Linked DNA regions of Sus scrofa: region 1 is linked to region 2. Evidence: chromatin contacts called from public HiChIP or PLAC-seq data. All regions are on one chromosome and are shown on one strand. Each heading gives the region's core, a stretch centred on a gene start, on an enhancer-like site or on the middle of the called end of the contact. The rest is flanking DNA. Distances are from core to core; before and after follow the strand shown. Region 1 has its middle 6.5 kb from the start of GOLGA5. Region 2 overlaps RIN3 (ras and Rab interactor 3).

Region 1 (6,722 bases), core at 4,006-6,505, 94 kb after region 2:
AGGATTTCCCATGTGGCTCAGAGGAAATGAATCTGACTAGCATCCACAAGGATGCAGATTTGATCCCCAGCCTCATTCAGTGGGTTAAGGATCCGGTGTTGCCATGAGCTGTGGTGTAGGTGGCAAACTTGGCTCAAATCCTGCGTGGCTGTGGCTGTGGCTGTGGTGTAGGCTGGCAGCTGTAGCCTCAATTCAACCCCTAGCCTGGAAACCTCCATATACCTCGGGTGAGGCTCTAAAAAGACAAAAAAAAAAAAAAAGAATGGAGAAAAATTATGGAGTTCCCATTGTGGCTCAGTGGGTTAAGAACCTAACATATTGTCTGTGAGGATGTGGATTCTATCTCTGGCCTCATTCAGTGGGTTAAGGATATGGTGTTGCCACAAGCTGCAGCATAGGTCGCACAAGTGGCTTGGATCTGGCGTTGCTGTGGCTGTAGCATAGACCTCAGCTACAGCTTCAATTCAACCCCCACCCCGGCATCTTCCATGTGCTGCAGGTGTAGCCGTAAAAAGAAAAAAAAAATTAGAATGAAGGAAAATGAAATGCTTACTATTAAGCACGAGGGGTTTTGTGTTTGTTTGTTTCTTAGGGCCACACCCACAGCATATGGAAGTTCCCAGGCTAGGGGGCTCAAATCGAAGCTGTAGCCACTGGCCTACACCACAGCCACAGCAACGTGTGATCCGAGCCATATCTGTGACCTACACCATAGCTCACGGCAAGGTGAGTGAAGCCAGGGATCGAACCCACATCCTCATGGATACTAGTTATTTTCGTTTATGCTGCACCACAATGGGAACTCCTCACAAAGTTTTAAAGAGAATTATGTTAGAAGAAACACCACTAGTTTGCACTGATATTACAAATTAAGAAATCTTTGTACCCCCAGGATTCTGTAGACAGAAAGCAATCTAAGAAAACTAACCCAATTGGTGTCCTAGAATTCAACTCAATTCTGAGAGTGTCAACCTGGAGAGAGCGTTAGATTCCACAGGTTAATGGCTCCGTCCTACAAGACTCCCCCCCACCCCCAGCCCCACTTCAGAGGCCAGTCACAAACCCAGGTTTTATCTGTGCTTCTGACCAACCAGCTAAAGGTTGGAGCTTCCAACACCCTCCTTGGACTTCAGACACTCCTTGCAAGTCCAAGTTACCTGTATTTCTAACAAACTGGCTATAAATCAGAGGTCCGCAAAATGCCCTGCTTGGGTTTGAATAATTTGCTAGAATATCTCAGAGAGAAACAATATTACTTACTAGATCACTGGTTTGTAGAGAAAGGATATAACTCAGGACAAGCCAGATGGAGAACTGCCCGGGGTGTTAATGAACTGAACTTGGGTCTGCTCACCTGTCACGCAGCAAAGCTGATGTACTGACACTAGGTTGTGCTGAAGGAAAGTACGGTGTTGATTGCAGGGTCCAACAGGCAGAATAGTCAGCTCATGCTCAAAAGACCGGAATGGCTTTCAGAGATGTTGTTTTGTCTTGTTTTGTTTTGTTTGTCTTTTTAGGGCTATACCCACAGCATATGGAGGTTCCCAGGCTAGAGGTCAAATCAGAGCTGCAGCTGCCAGCCTTTGCCACAGCCACAGCAAAGCCAGATCCGAGCCGCACCTGCGACCTACCCCCACAGCTCAGGGCAACACTGGATCCCCAACCCACTGAGCGAGGCCAGGAATCGAACCCACATCCTCATGGACGCTAGTAGGGTTCGTTAACCACTGAGTCACAACAGCAACTCCTCTTTTGTTCTTTTTGAGGGGAAATTTATTTTATTATATTCTTTTTTATTCATATAGTTATTTTGGCTGCGCCCGAGGCATGCAGAAGTTCCTGGGCCAGGGAGCAAACCTGAGCCACAGCAGTGACAGTGCTCGATCCTTAACTGCCAGGCCACCTGGAAAGTCCTGTATGATTTTTTTCTGATTGGTCAGTGATGAGGTAACAGAGCGATGTTCCCGGAATCTTCAGCACCTACCTCCTGGTTCCAACCAGTCTGGTGATCGGCATGTAGTTACCTGCTACTGCCCTGGCATGCAGGTTCATTCCCTGCCTCAGGACAGTGGGTTAAGGACTGGCATTGCTGCAGCTTGTGGCATGGGTAGGGGTTACAGCTGTTGCTCAGATCTGCTCTCTGGCCTGAGAATTCCACATGCCATGGATAGGCCAAAAAAGAATTTTTTTTTTTTTGCTTTTTAGGGCCAAATCTGCAGCATATGGAAGTTCCCAGGCTAGGGGTTAATCAGAGCTGCAGCCGCTGGCCTGCATCACAGCCACAGCAACACAAGATCCAAACCACATCTGTGACCTACACCACAGCTCACGGCCATACTGGATCCTTAACCCACTGATCAGGGGCCAGGGATTGGACCTGCGTCCTCACGGATGCTTGACCTGCTAAGCCACCACAGGAACTCCCAGGAAAACAATTTTTTAAAATTAAAAGAAAAAAATAATGGAGATGGGGGGTGAGGAGGATCTTCAGTTCTGCAGAACCACCTGAAATGCGTCAGATTGTTCTACATAGTCCCTTGAGGAGGAACTAAGGGTCCGTTTTGTTGCTGAACTATTGTTTCTCGGCTGCTTCCCGTGGTTTCTGCATTCCTTCACTTCCCTAACTAGTAACTGCTTAAGTCTGCTCTTTGGAACTCAAGGAAGCCCTGGGAGACCAATGCCTTTTTCTACAAACAATAAACAGGGGATACAGGGGGCTTTTGTACCCAGGAAGGCCCTAAAAGATCCTGCTCAGTTTAAATTCCCCTTTTTCTTGGCTATTTCTCAATCCTGAGGGGAATAGGGGTGGGACAAGAAAAGGAGTAAGGTTTTGGATAGAGAGGCTAAGGAAACCTCGGCAAGAAAACTGTTTTGGGGGGGTTTGGTTTCAAGGGCAAGGTAGGTGGGAAGGGGTGCAGAGATTCCATGCCACTCTGTGGGCATCCCCACTTGTTCACCAATCAGGATGCTCTCCAAACTCTGTCCCTGTGGGTTTTTATGGAGGCTTTATTACATATTCATTGACCACCGGAGATTTATTGGATTTATTCCACGTTTAGCCCATTCTTAGTGCTTCCAAAAGCCATCTCATTAACATAACAAAAGACACTTTGGGGGCTTTTTTTTTTTTGTCTTTTTAGGGCCACTTGCACCCTTGGCATATGGAGGTTCCCAGGCTAGGGATCTAATCAGAGCTGTTGCACCACCGCCACAGCAACACCAGATCTGAGTCATGTCTGTGACCTACACCACAGCTCACAGCGACACTGGACCCTTGACCCACTGAGCAAGGCCAGAGATCAAACCTGCTTGCTCATGGATGCTAGTCAGATTCATTTCCACTGAGCCACGATGGGAACTCCAAGTAACTTTTTATCACTCTTAACACTTAGGAAATTCCTAGCATTTTGGGAATTTTGAGCCTGGAATGTGGACCAAGACAAAATTATAGACGGAAGTTTGACGGCTGGAGCATCCTTCGTTTACTGATATGGCAGGTGACATTCTTAGTTCACATGCCTCAAGCCCGATTGCTTCTCCACGCTGACGTCCACCCTCCTGCCCCTTCCGCTCCTGCAGTCCTGGCCGGCTGGCCCTGCCTCCAGGTATCTGCACTCCCTCCTCCTCTCTGCTGCCCCAGGTGCTCTGAGCTCACTCCCTTACCTCCTTCAGTCCTTTGCAGAGGTGTCACCTTCTCATTCAGCCTTCCCTGACGGTCCTATTGAAAACCACAACTTCCATCCCAGACACCAGCCTCTCCTTCCCTGCTTTGTAATTTCCCTAGCACTGAGCACCATCCCAGGTGCCAGAATTTGATTCATTTTACCTGTCTCCTCTTATTAGAATATAAGCTCCATGAGAACAGGGATCTTTGTTTTGGTCCCTTCTGTACATATTCCTAGAACCTAGATTTACACTAAGCACATAGCAAAGCTCAATAAATATTTGCTGAATCAATCAATGAATTTTCCAAAAGGTCATTTTATTTATTTATTTATTTTTAAGGGCCACAGCCACGGCACATGGAGGTTCCCAGGCTAGGGGTCAGATCAGAGCTACGGCTGCTGGCCTACGCTACAGCCATAGCAACGCCAGATCCGAGCCGCATCTGCAACCTACACCACAGCTCAAGGCAATGCCAGATTCTTAACCCACTGAGCGATGCCAGGGATTGAACCCACAACCTCATGGTTCCTAGTAGGATTCCTTTCCACTGTGCCATGGTGGGAACACCCAAAAGATAATTTTAAAAAAGAAAAGGAGGAGTTCCCAGATAACTCTGTGGGCTAAGGATCTGTCATTGTCACTGCTGGGGCACAGGTTTGATCCCTGGCCTGGGAATTTCTGAATGCCATGGGTAAGGGAAAAAAAGAAAGAAAGAAAGAAAGAAAAAAGAAATGGAGTTTGGAGTTTGTACTGATCAAGAGTAAAATTCCTTATTGTTCATAGAAAGGAGAAACCTTTGAAGGGTTCCACTTTCCGCAAGTCCCTGCCTTAAAAATGCCACACGTATCCTTAGAAGAGAGCAGCATGACCTTGTGAGCTCAGTCCTAGATCTGTCTGCTCTTACCTGCTGATCACAAGACTGGTCATGAGGCAGGAGACAGATGGGGCTCCAGGACAGACATTCGCAACCAGCCTCTTGTTTACACCTCCCGAGGCAGGAGATGAGTGGGCTCTGGGATAGGCATTTACTGTCAGCTGCCTATCTATACGTCCAGACAGACGTAATAGGCACAAGGCAGATAATCGGTACTGTGACCTTGTTCAGGAATGGTAATGGCAGCATCAAAAGAGGGGCTAAGCCCTGCTTGGGCAAAAGACCAAGCGGCCACATAGTTCCCATCCTTAGGGTCAGGGAGACCCCCCCAACCCCACATGCACAGAGAGACCCATCCGGGTCATAAAGGGAGGGGGTGCCAGCCGTAATAAATCTGGATAACCTTCCCACCATGCCTTGCTTGGGAATCCATCTTGGCCAAAAATGCCCACGGAGATCAGGGAGGGTCCTGGATCTGGTCAAGTGTGAAAGACGAAACAAGACAATTGGCCAGGAGTTCTCTTAGGGGCTCAGTGGTAATGAACCCGCCTAGCATCCATGAGGATAGGGGTTCCCATTACCGTGAGCTGTGGCGTAGGTCACAGATGCCTCTTGGATCTGGCGTTGCTGTGGCTGGGGCTGGGGCTGGCAGCTGTGGCTCCGACTGGACTTCTAGCCTGGGAACTTCCCTATTCCCTGGGTGCGGCTCTAAAAAGCCGAGATAATAATAATAATAATAGTAATTGACCAATGGAAAACAGTGACTCAGAAGAACTGTTCTATGTAAGTGATTTAAATCACCTCTCTGGCGAGCTTCTCATGCAGGGGGACACCCACACCTGTGCTCTTCTAAGTGTGTATTCCTGCTTGGCTTCTGCCCTAGATAAATAGACTGCACCGTGTGCTCTCCCAGATGCTGTCCTGTGTTTCTCACAGGAAACTTTGTACCTCTTTCTACAGTCTTTTGCCTCCTCGAAACATTCTTGCTTTCAACAAGGACAAGGGTCAGGGCAATTCTGCTTTTAGCCTCCAGTTAGTCTCGTGGCTAGAATTCCTGGTTTTCACCCGGGGTGCCCCCGGTTCATTTCCTGAGCAGAGAGTTAAGATCTTGATCCAAGCCATTCCGCATTGCTGTCTCTCTGAGGTCAGTCACATCACGCAGCTGGGGCTACAGCATTGAGTAGAATGAGGTGTACATACGCACACAGCCACATGTACTCATCCATGTGCCAATTCATTCATGCTTCAGGCCTCCCTTGCAGGACTCACTACCTTGTTCATAACTGTCAATGTCCTTATCTATTCACATAGACTTTGAGCTCTTTGAGAGCATTTTATCTGTCATCCTAATGCCTAGCCATGCCTGGCACAGACTAGGCAACTCAACAAAAATGGAATGAGTAGGTCATTGTCTGTGCATGCGGATCAGAAAGAAGAATTTTCCAGCATAAGGAGGTGAAAAGAAAGAAGTTTATTGAGATAAGAGACACTGCAAGCACAGTGGGACTTCCTGATGGTCAGGGGGAGCCGACCCCGGGCCAGTGGTTGTGTGTTTTCATAGCTCAGGGAGAGGAGAAGTCTCGGGATACATCTGCTGACCTGCTGATTGGTTGGAGAAAGAGGGGTCTCACATACACTTGCTGGTTGGGAGCATATAAGGGCCCATAGGGACTGGCTGAAGAGTGGGCCGCATACCTTTCCTGGTAGAGAGTAGGAAGAAGTAAGACAGGTCGTTCAAGGTGGGAGAGGGGGCATTACAATGAGACAGGGGTGGGGGGTGATGAGAAGGGTCTGGTAACTCTTGTCTTGGCCAGAAGCTTTGAGTTCTATCTCCTTGAAGGGGCCTTGGAGCCCAACGTAGGTGAATGGGAAGAGTGGTGAGTATGAAAGAAGGCCAGCACCCGGGGAAGACACAAGGCTTGTCTTCAGAATGGGGGGGACACCTGTCTGGATGGAGTGGAGGAGACCTGTTGGGAATCACATTGCACGGGTTAAGCAAGGCATTGAGTCTCTGCGGGCTGCCTCAATTCTCTCGTTGGGAGAGAAAAGGCCAGTCGGGAAGGACTCAAGTTGAAGCAAGCACACATTTATTTGGCTGCTCCTCTGGGGGAGTCACTTCACCCAGGTACCACATCTGCCTTCAGATGCTGTACCTCTAAGTAGAGAGTAACAGCAATTTACA
Region 2 (6,850 bases), core at 2,994-5,493:
ATGAGGGTTTGATCCCTGGCCTTGCTTAGTGGGTTAAGGATTCGGCATTGCCATAAACTGTGGCATAGGTCACAGATCCGGCTCAGATCCGGGGTTGCCATGGCTGTGGTGTAGGCCGGCAGCTGCAGCTCTGATTCAACCCCTAGGTGCCGTAGGTGCCGCCCTAAAAAGCAAAAAAAAAAAAAACAAAATTCATTGAACAGTCCAGTTTGAATGGCTGTCCCATAACCTGTCTTTGGGATGCCACAAAGACATTCACTCACTGATCTTATTGGACTTTCTAGCAGTTTCCATGGCACCTGGAATACTTGGCTGCATTTACTCATCCCTCCTCTGTCCTGCCACGCGCCCAGGGCTCCTCAGGTGCAAAACGACTGTCGTCTTTGCCCTCAGGGTCAACAGCCCAGCACCTGGCCCTTCCCAGGCTCTCTAAGGTTTGGAGGGTTGGACCCAAGACACATCCCCAGCCAAGACACAGGAGGCCACAGGGCCAGCAAAGCATCTGCCTTGGTCAAAGAGCAGCCCAGAAGCCATGAAGGCCTGGGCCCTCAGGGGAACTCTGGCCACTGAGCTGAGGCCTGGCCCGGTGCCAATGGGCACAGAAGCTCCCAGTCTTGCCAACCACTGGGATTGCATGACAGCCTTCCGCTTCTCCCCTGGCCTTGACATCTGTAGGCTGCAGAGAAAGTTACCCACTTCCTTTTTTAAGCATAACGACCTGCACTGCCACTGAGTTCCCTTCAAAGGCCCCCAGACCCCAGGGTACAGCTCCTCAAGTCCCAGCTTCCCCGGAGGCTCTGTGCAGTGGGGCGCACCCACCAGGCCTGTGTGCAGCACAGGGGAGCAGTTCCTAGACACCCAGGCCCCGAGCCCGATTCCCTGAACCGCGCTGTCTCTTCCACTCATCTCAGAATCCAAGTCTGGGGCGGAAAATGTGTTCTTTTTTCTTTGTTTGATGAGCGCCCCACCCCCACCCCTCCACCCCCCTACCCCGACCCCCGACCCTGTTATCCCGGGGCGAGCTGTCTGGCTGGGGGTCCATCACTTAGGGAGCTTTTGGCCTCCCTCCTCTCGTTGTCTCACATTTTCACGTTTGGCCTTTAGACGTCTTCCCGTGGTTCAGGATGAAACCAGAGAATTACAGCCACCGGGTGGGTTTCTTCCGTCAGAGCATGTACCCAGGCCTGGGGAGGACGGGGGAGCGTGGATGAGGCCTGAATGTGTCAGGAAGCCTCCTCCGAACTGGTGATCTTTGACCTGAGTCTTGAAGGATGAGCAGGGATTTATCAGGTGGCGGGGCTGGGAAAAGCATTCCAAGCGGAGGGAACAACATCGACCAAGACCTCAAGCTTGGGGGTGAGGCGGGAGGGCCAGCCCACGGCCCGTCCAGGAAAAAAACGACAGCAGAGTCAGGTGGAGATCCAGCAGGTGGCAGCAGAAAGGATGTACAGAGCCAGAGCCCCCAGCCCCTGCATGCCAGGCCAAAGCAATTCTGGAACAAATAGCAGTCCAGGGCCTACCATATGCCTGGCATGGCACCCCGAAGAGTAGAACAGACTGGGGGCACAGTGGGGGCGGGGAGGCAGGCTGTGACCTTGATCTAGGGGAGCAAAGGTGGGAGGGTCTGGCCGTAGGTGGGAAGTTCCGTGGATCATCTACCCTGTGACTGCACCTTCACCCAAAGGAAGGGCCTTATGGGAACTTGGAGGTGAGCCGTGGGGACCTCAGCTCACCTATGGGGCTGCTGCCCCGTCACTTCGGAGTCAAACTGGCTGCTTGTCGCTCCTTGCTACGAAGACTTTCAAGGAGAATGGACCGGTCCTGGAGGGGTCCATAGCTGCCCAAGAAAGCAGAGCACCCAGGCAGCCATGAAGCACAGCCCGCCAGGATGGTGTGGGAGCCCAGAGACAGGTGGTGCCCTCGGGCGAGGCTGGCAGGTGCGCAGAGGCTTGCACATTGGCAAGGGTCCTGTGAAAGCTTGTCATCCTTTTGACCGTGGATGACAAGGTAAAACTTATCATCCCAGTTGGCCACGACAGTCGGACTTCCAGACATGGGGGTCTCTGCCCAGGTCCCAGCTAAACCAGGAGCCCCGCTCCCCTCCTCTGCAACCGCCCAGCTCAGAGAGGACTCACACACCACTCTGTCAGTTTCTCAGCAGCCCCCCTGCCCTGGGATCCCATCCTGCTCACCCTGATTGGGTTTATGATACCCTGGCCAGCAAGGTACTAAGCCCCCCATCCCTGGGGGTGCCCGTTGCTTAGGGCACCCCCCCAACACACACACACACATGCAGCTCCCCTCGGCCATCTTGCCACGCCTCCCTTCTTTCCATGTCAAGAGCCTGCTGTGTTCTTACCACATCCCAGTCCCGGGGCGCACACCGCCCTGCCGCTCACTTACGCCAGGAGAGCAACCGAGATGGGAAGTGTTGCAAGTTCCTATGAAGGGGGACCGAGCAACACAGCGGCTGAGCACACGGCCTTTAGAACTTGTGTGACCTCGTTCAAACTCTATCTCCTTCATGTGTGACCTGGTGACCTTGGGAAAATTCTTTCATCTCTCTGGGTCTCTTATCTTCATCTGTAAGATAAGGACATGACGGCTTACACCAAAGGCCAGTGGTCAGGGATCGGTGACATTGTTCCTTTGAGGCAGGGCACCCACACAGCCAGAACTCAATGTATGTGCGTTCCTGGTATTGCCTTTTTTTTTTTTTTTTTCCCTTTGGTCTTTTTTTTAAGGCCACACCCTCGGCATATAGAGGTTCCCAGGTTAGGGGTTGAATCAGAGCTACAGCTGCCAGCCTACATACACCACAGCCACAGCCACATCCACGCGGGATCTGAGCTCTATCTGTGACCCACACCACAGCTCACGGCATCGCCAGATCCTTAACCCACTGAGCAAGACCAGGGATTGTACCTGTGTCTTCATGGATGCCAGATTCATTAACCCCTGAGCTACGACCGGAACTCCCCTGGTATTGCCTTTGATGTTATTTTTGGTAGTTTTCTTGCTGGTGACTCCAGTGTGGAGCCCTGGGTGGGAGGCTGGAGGCCTGACCCTGTCATCCACCAGGAATTGGCATTATCCATCTCTGAAATTAACAGACTGAACAAGGCCTGGCTTCCACACTCCTCTCCAGGAGGAGCTGCTTGACTGAGCTCACAGTGACCTGCCGGCCACCTGACACTGTTCTCAAACTGGGCCCCTGGGCCCTTTTTTGGAGCATCCTGGGCTTTTGTCAGATTCTTCGTAGAGCTTGGTACCAAGAGGTCAAGAACTCGCCTGAGCTAGTTGACCCCCAGCGCCCTTTCAGCTTGGTCATTCCATGCCCCTACCCTGAACGAGCCTGGCCTTGGCCAACAGTGTCTGAAGAGGGACAGGCCTGGAGTTCCCGTCGTGGCTCAGTGGTTAACAAATCCGACTAGGAACCATGGGGTTGCGGGTTTGATCCCTGGCCTTGCTCAGTGGGTTAGGGATCCGGCATTGCCGTGACCTGTGGTTTAGGTCGCAGACACAGCTCGGATCCCATGTTGCTGTGGCTCTGGCATAGGCCAGTAGCTACGGCTCTGAGTAGACCCCTAGCCCGGGAACCTCCATATGCCGTGGGAAGCGGTCCTAGAAAAGGCAGAAAGATTAAAAAAAAAGAGAGAGAGAGACAGGCCTGCTTTGGTGGCCATGGTCATGGGCTGAGTCAGAAGAAAGCCCTGGGCGGGAACTCCACGCAGCAGCGCAGCGACCCAGCTCTCTGGGCTGGGGGCGCAGGGCAGTTTCCTGTTTTAGCACCGAGACTGACCAGAATCAGCATCGTTTCAAAGCAGGCAGGTATTCCCCACACGGGTGTTCAGGTCTGAGCTCACTGGCCACAATCCACAGGTTCGTTCTTTCTGCTGTGACAACCATGGTGGCCGAAACAGGCCCAAAGCATCTTTCCTGTCAGGACCCCCCCCACCACCACCACCTTCTAAAGATGACAAGACTGAGGCCGAGAAAGTTCCGGTGACCTGCCCCAGAGCACCCACCGGCTCAGCTGCAGGGGACGCAGGCCTTCTGTCCCCTCCATCCCGCACCTGCCTCCACCTGGGTCATGAGCGCCCTCCATGGTGGGCTGTCACACGCCAGGGGACAGAACTGAAGCTGAGCCTGGTACCAGCCCCCTCCAGACCCCTCCCTGGCACTGCTGGGGAGGATGGCACAGGGCTTCCCCTCTCGAGGCAGGAAGTGGTGGGCGAGGCTTAAAACAGTCTGAGAAGGGAAAACAACCCTCTGAGCAGTGAAGCAAACACCGTGACGGCCCTCCCCCGGCCCTGCCCCCAGTCATCAGGGACCACAAACACCACCCCGGCCAGGCAGGCCCCGCCTCATCATCAGGACTGACCGCCTCTCCCTCTCTCATCTCCACAGGCTTCTGGGACTCCTCGCTGAACCCCCGGCGAGGAGGTGGGAGCCCAGCGGAGCCCCCAAGAGACCCAGCCCCCGGAGCACCCCCAGCCTCCAGCCTCAGGTCCCCCTCGCGTTGCGAAAACTGCGAAAACTGCTCGTGTGAAATCGAACTGTCCTTAGGAAACGGCCGCCTGTGGTTTGTGAACCCCATCTTCATCGAGGACTGCAGCAGCGCCCTGCCGGCCCCCCCGCCGCCCCCTGGAAGCGGCCCCTCGCGCCCGCCGCCTCCCACCTCCGACGCTACCTCACCCACCTGCAGGTGGGCCCCTCGCCGCCCGGCGCCCCCTCCCCCGGCGCTGCCCCTCCATCCCCCCAGCTCCAGCCGGCCTCCTGCACCCCCCGCTCCCGCTCCGGCCTGCCCTTCGCCTGGTTCTCCCCAGCGGCTGCTCCCCCACTTCCAGAGGCCCTTCCTCCCACACCCCCAGCGTCTGCCCCCCACCTCGCACCCCATGCTCCGGGCCCCCCTGACCCTCCGAGCCAGCCACCCATGACAGCCTGTGAGAGGCTCCCACGCCTCCTCGCAGGCCTGGCCCCCCTCAGGGAGGAAGAGATGAAGCCGGGGGCGGCCCCCAGCCCCTTGCAGACCCCCGCCCCTCCAGTGCCTGCCAAGAAGGCCCTCCCCCCTGCCCCTCCCAGACGACGCATCTCGGAGAAGGTCTCCCTGGAGGGCCAGGGTGCAGGGAAGGTGGACAGTGGGGCAGCGGCAGAGGGGGGCCCGCCGAGCCTCTCCAGGGCATCACCGCTCAGCCTGCCTCCCCAGGGGACCTCAGACAGCCCTGGGGACAGGCCTCAGAGGACCACAGAGCCAGGCCAGGAAGCAGCGGCCCAAGCCAGCGAGCCGGGCAGCATGCCAGAGCCTCCGAGGAAGATCCGGCAACCCCCGGTCCCGCCCCCCAGGAAGAAACGGATCTCCCGGCAGCTGGCCTCGGTCCTGCCAACCCCCTTGGAGAGCGCTGAACGTTCTGCGGAGGGGGCGGCCCCCAAGAATCCCACGCCTGGTCCACCCAGAGAAGGCCAGGGTCCTGCCTCCCCTACCAGGACTCAGAGCCCGCAGGCCCGGGCCAGGGCCCAGCCTCAGAGCGCGTCGGAGTTCAAGGGCTCCCTGGCCTCCCTCTCGGACAGCTTGGGAGTGCCTGCCACGGCCACAGACCAGGACTCCTACTCGACCAGCAGCACGGAGGAGGAGCTGGAGCATTTCAGCGGCCCCAGCGGGGGCGGCTGTGGCGGCATGAAGAAGAAGCCCTCCGTGATCCTGGGCAAAGCGCGGCACCGCCTGAGCTTCGCCAGCTTCTCCAGCGTCTTCAACGCCTTCCTCTCCAACAACCGCAAGCTGTACAAGAAGGTGGTGGAGCTGGCCCAGGACAAGGCCACGTACTTCGGCAACCTGGTGCAGGACTACAAAGTCTACAGCCTGGAGATGATGACGCACCAGGCCTCCAGCACCGAGATGCTGCAGGAGATCCGCACCATGATGACCCAGCTCAAGAGCTACCTGCTGCAGAGCACCGAGCTCAAGGCGCTGGTGGACCCTGCCCTGCACTCCGAGGAGGAGCTAGGTCGGTCCCCGGCCCCGGCCCCGGCCTGTCCAGGCCCCACAGCGCAGCGGCTGGGAGTGGGTGGGAGCCAGGGCTAATCCCGGGCAGTCCGCCCTTTCCAGGAACTAACCCCTCTTCCCTTCTGCCCCTTTGTTCCACGTTCGGCCCCTGTGCCCAGTTAGGTGGCAGAAGACCCTTAACCACCTAAGAGCTGGGCTGCGCCCCGCTCCTGGTGGTATGGGGGAGAGAAGTCACCAGGAGCAGTCAGAGGCCAAAGAAGTGCTGACACGCGTGGCTGCTGAGGGCCAGGGGCGGTCTCTGGAGACCTGGTGGCTTCAGAGATGAAGGGACCCCAGAGGGCCTGGGGTCTTATTTTGCAGATGAGGGAAAAGGTCCTGAAAAGGGAAAGGACTTGGCCAAGGTCGTGGGGGAGCGGGGCAGTGGGGAAGCTGACCGCAGGTCCCCACTTCCAGGTCGTCACCCCTCTAGCTGCAGAGGCTCTGAGGGCCTGGAAGGATGGACGGGAGAGGGGCCAGGAAGGCAAGGACGGCCACGTGTTCTCCTCTTGAAGAGGCTGGAGAAGCAAAGGGGAGGAGGGAGGTGGAAGATGAGGCCCCAGGGCAGCCAGGACCAGCCCCAAACCCAGTCCTGGGCCAGCCCCGCCCACACGGCCAGGGAGCTTATCTGGGCCTCCGCTGAACTCAGCCCTGGGAACCTGGGCCCCTCCCTCGCCTCCCAGGCCCTGGGACAGCTCAGGCGTCTCCCTACAGGGACCTTTCCCCACTGGACCAATAGCTGAGACCTTCCCTCTGGGACTGGGTAGAACCACAGAGACGTCCCAGGAATATTTCCTTACTGCCAACCAA

The links. HiChIP or PLAC-seq counts read pairs in DNA pulled down with a chosen protein or histone mark.
Region 1: a contact with region 2 is called in an H3K27ac HiChIP or PLAC-seq map of alveolar macrophages. The contact joins two enhancer-like sites. A contact is called at or near these places in 9 of 47 Hi-C or Micro-C datasets (brain, embryonic fibroblasts, fibroblasts and 6 more) and 2 of 2 datasets of contacts at active chromatin or transcription factors (alveolar macrophages and skeletal muscle).

What each region holds. Positions count from the first base shown.
Region 1 is chr7:114,227,181-114,233,902 of Sscrofa11.1, forward strand. No RefSeq gene overlaps it. Among named protein-coding and RNA genes, the nearest start is that of GOLGA5, 6.5 kb to the right of the region's middle. Within about 2 kb of position 5,256, at least 11 of the 83 cell types and tissues checked have an H3K27ac peak or open chromatin away from gene starts, as enhancers often do. A contact at or near this core is called in alveolar macrophages, omental adipose tissue and retroperitoneal adipose tissue, where this site is marked.
Region 2 is chr7:114,134,603-114,141,452 of Sscrofa11.1, forward strand. It overlaps RIN3 (ras and Rab interactor 3), which reads left to right. Exons shown (of 11, transcript XM_021099628.1): 6 at 4,411-4,818; 7 at 4,851-6,005. Among named protein-coding and RNA genes, the nearest start is that of LGMN, 72 kb to the right of the region's middle. Within about 2 kb of position 4,244, at least 27 of the 83 cell types and tissues checked have an H3K27ac peak or open chromatin away from gene starts, as enhancers often do. A contact at or near this core is called in alveolar macrophages, omental adipose tissue and retroperitoneal adipose tissue, where this site is marked.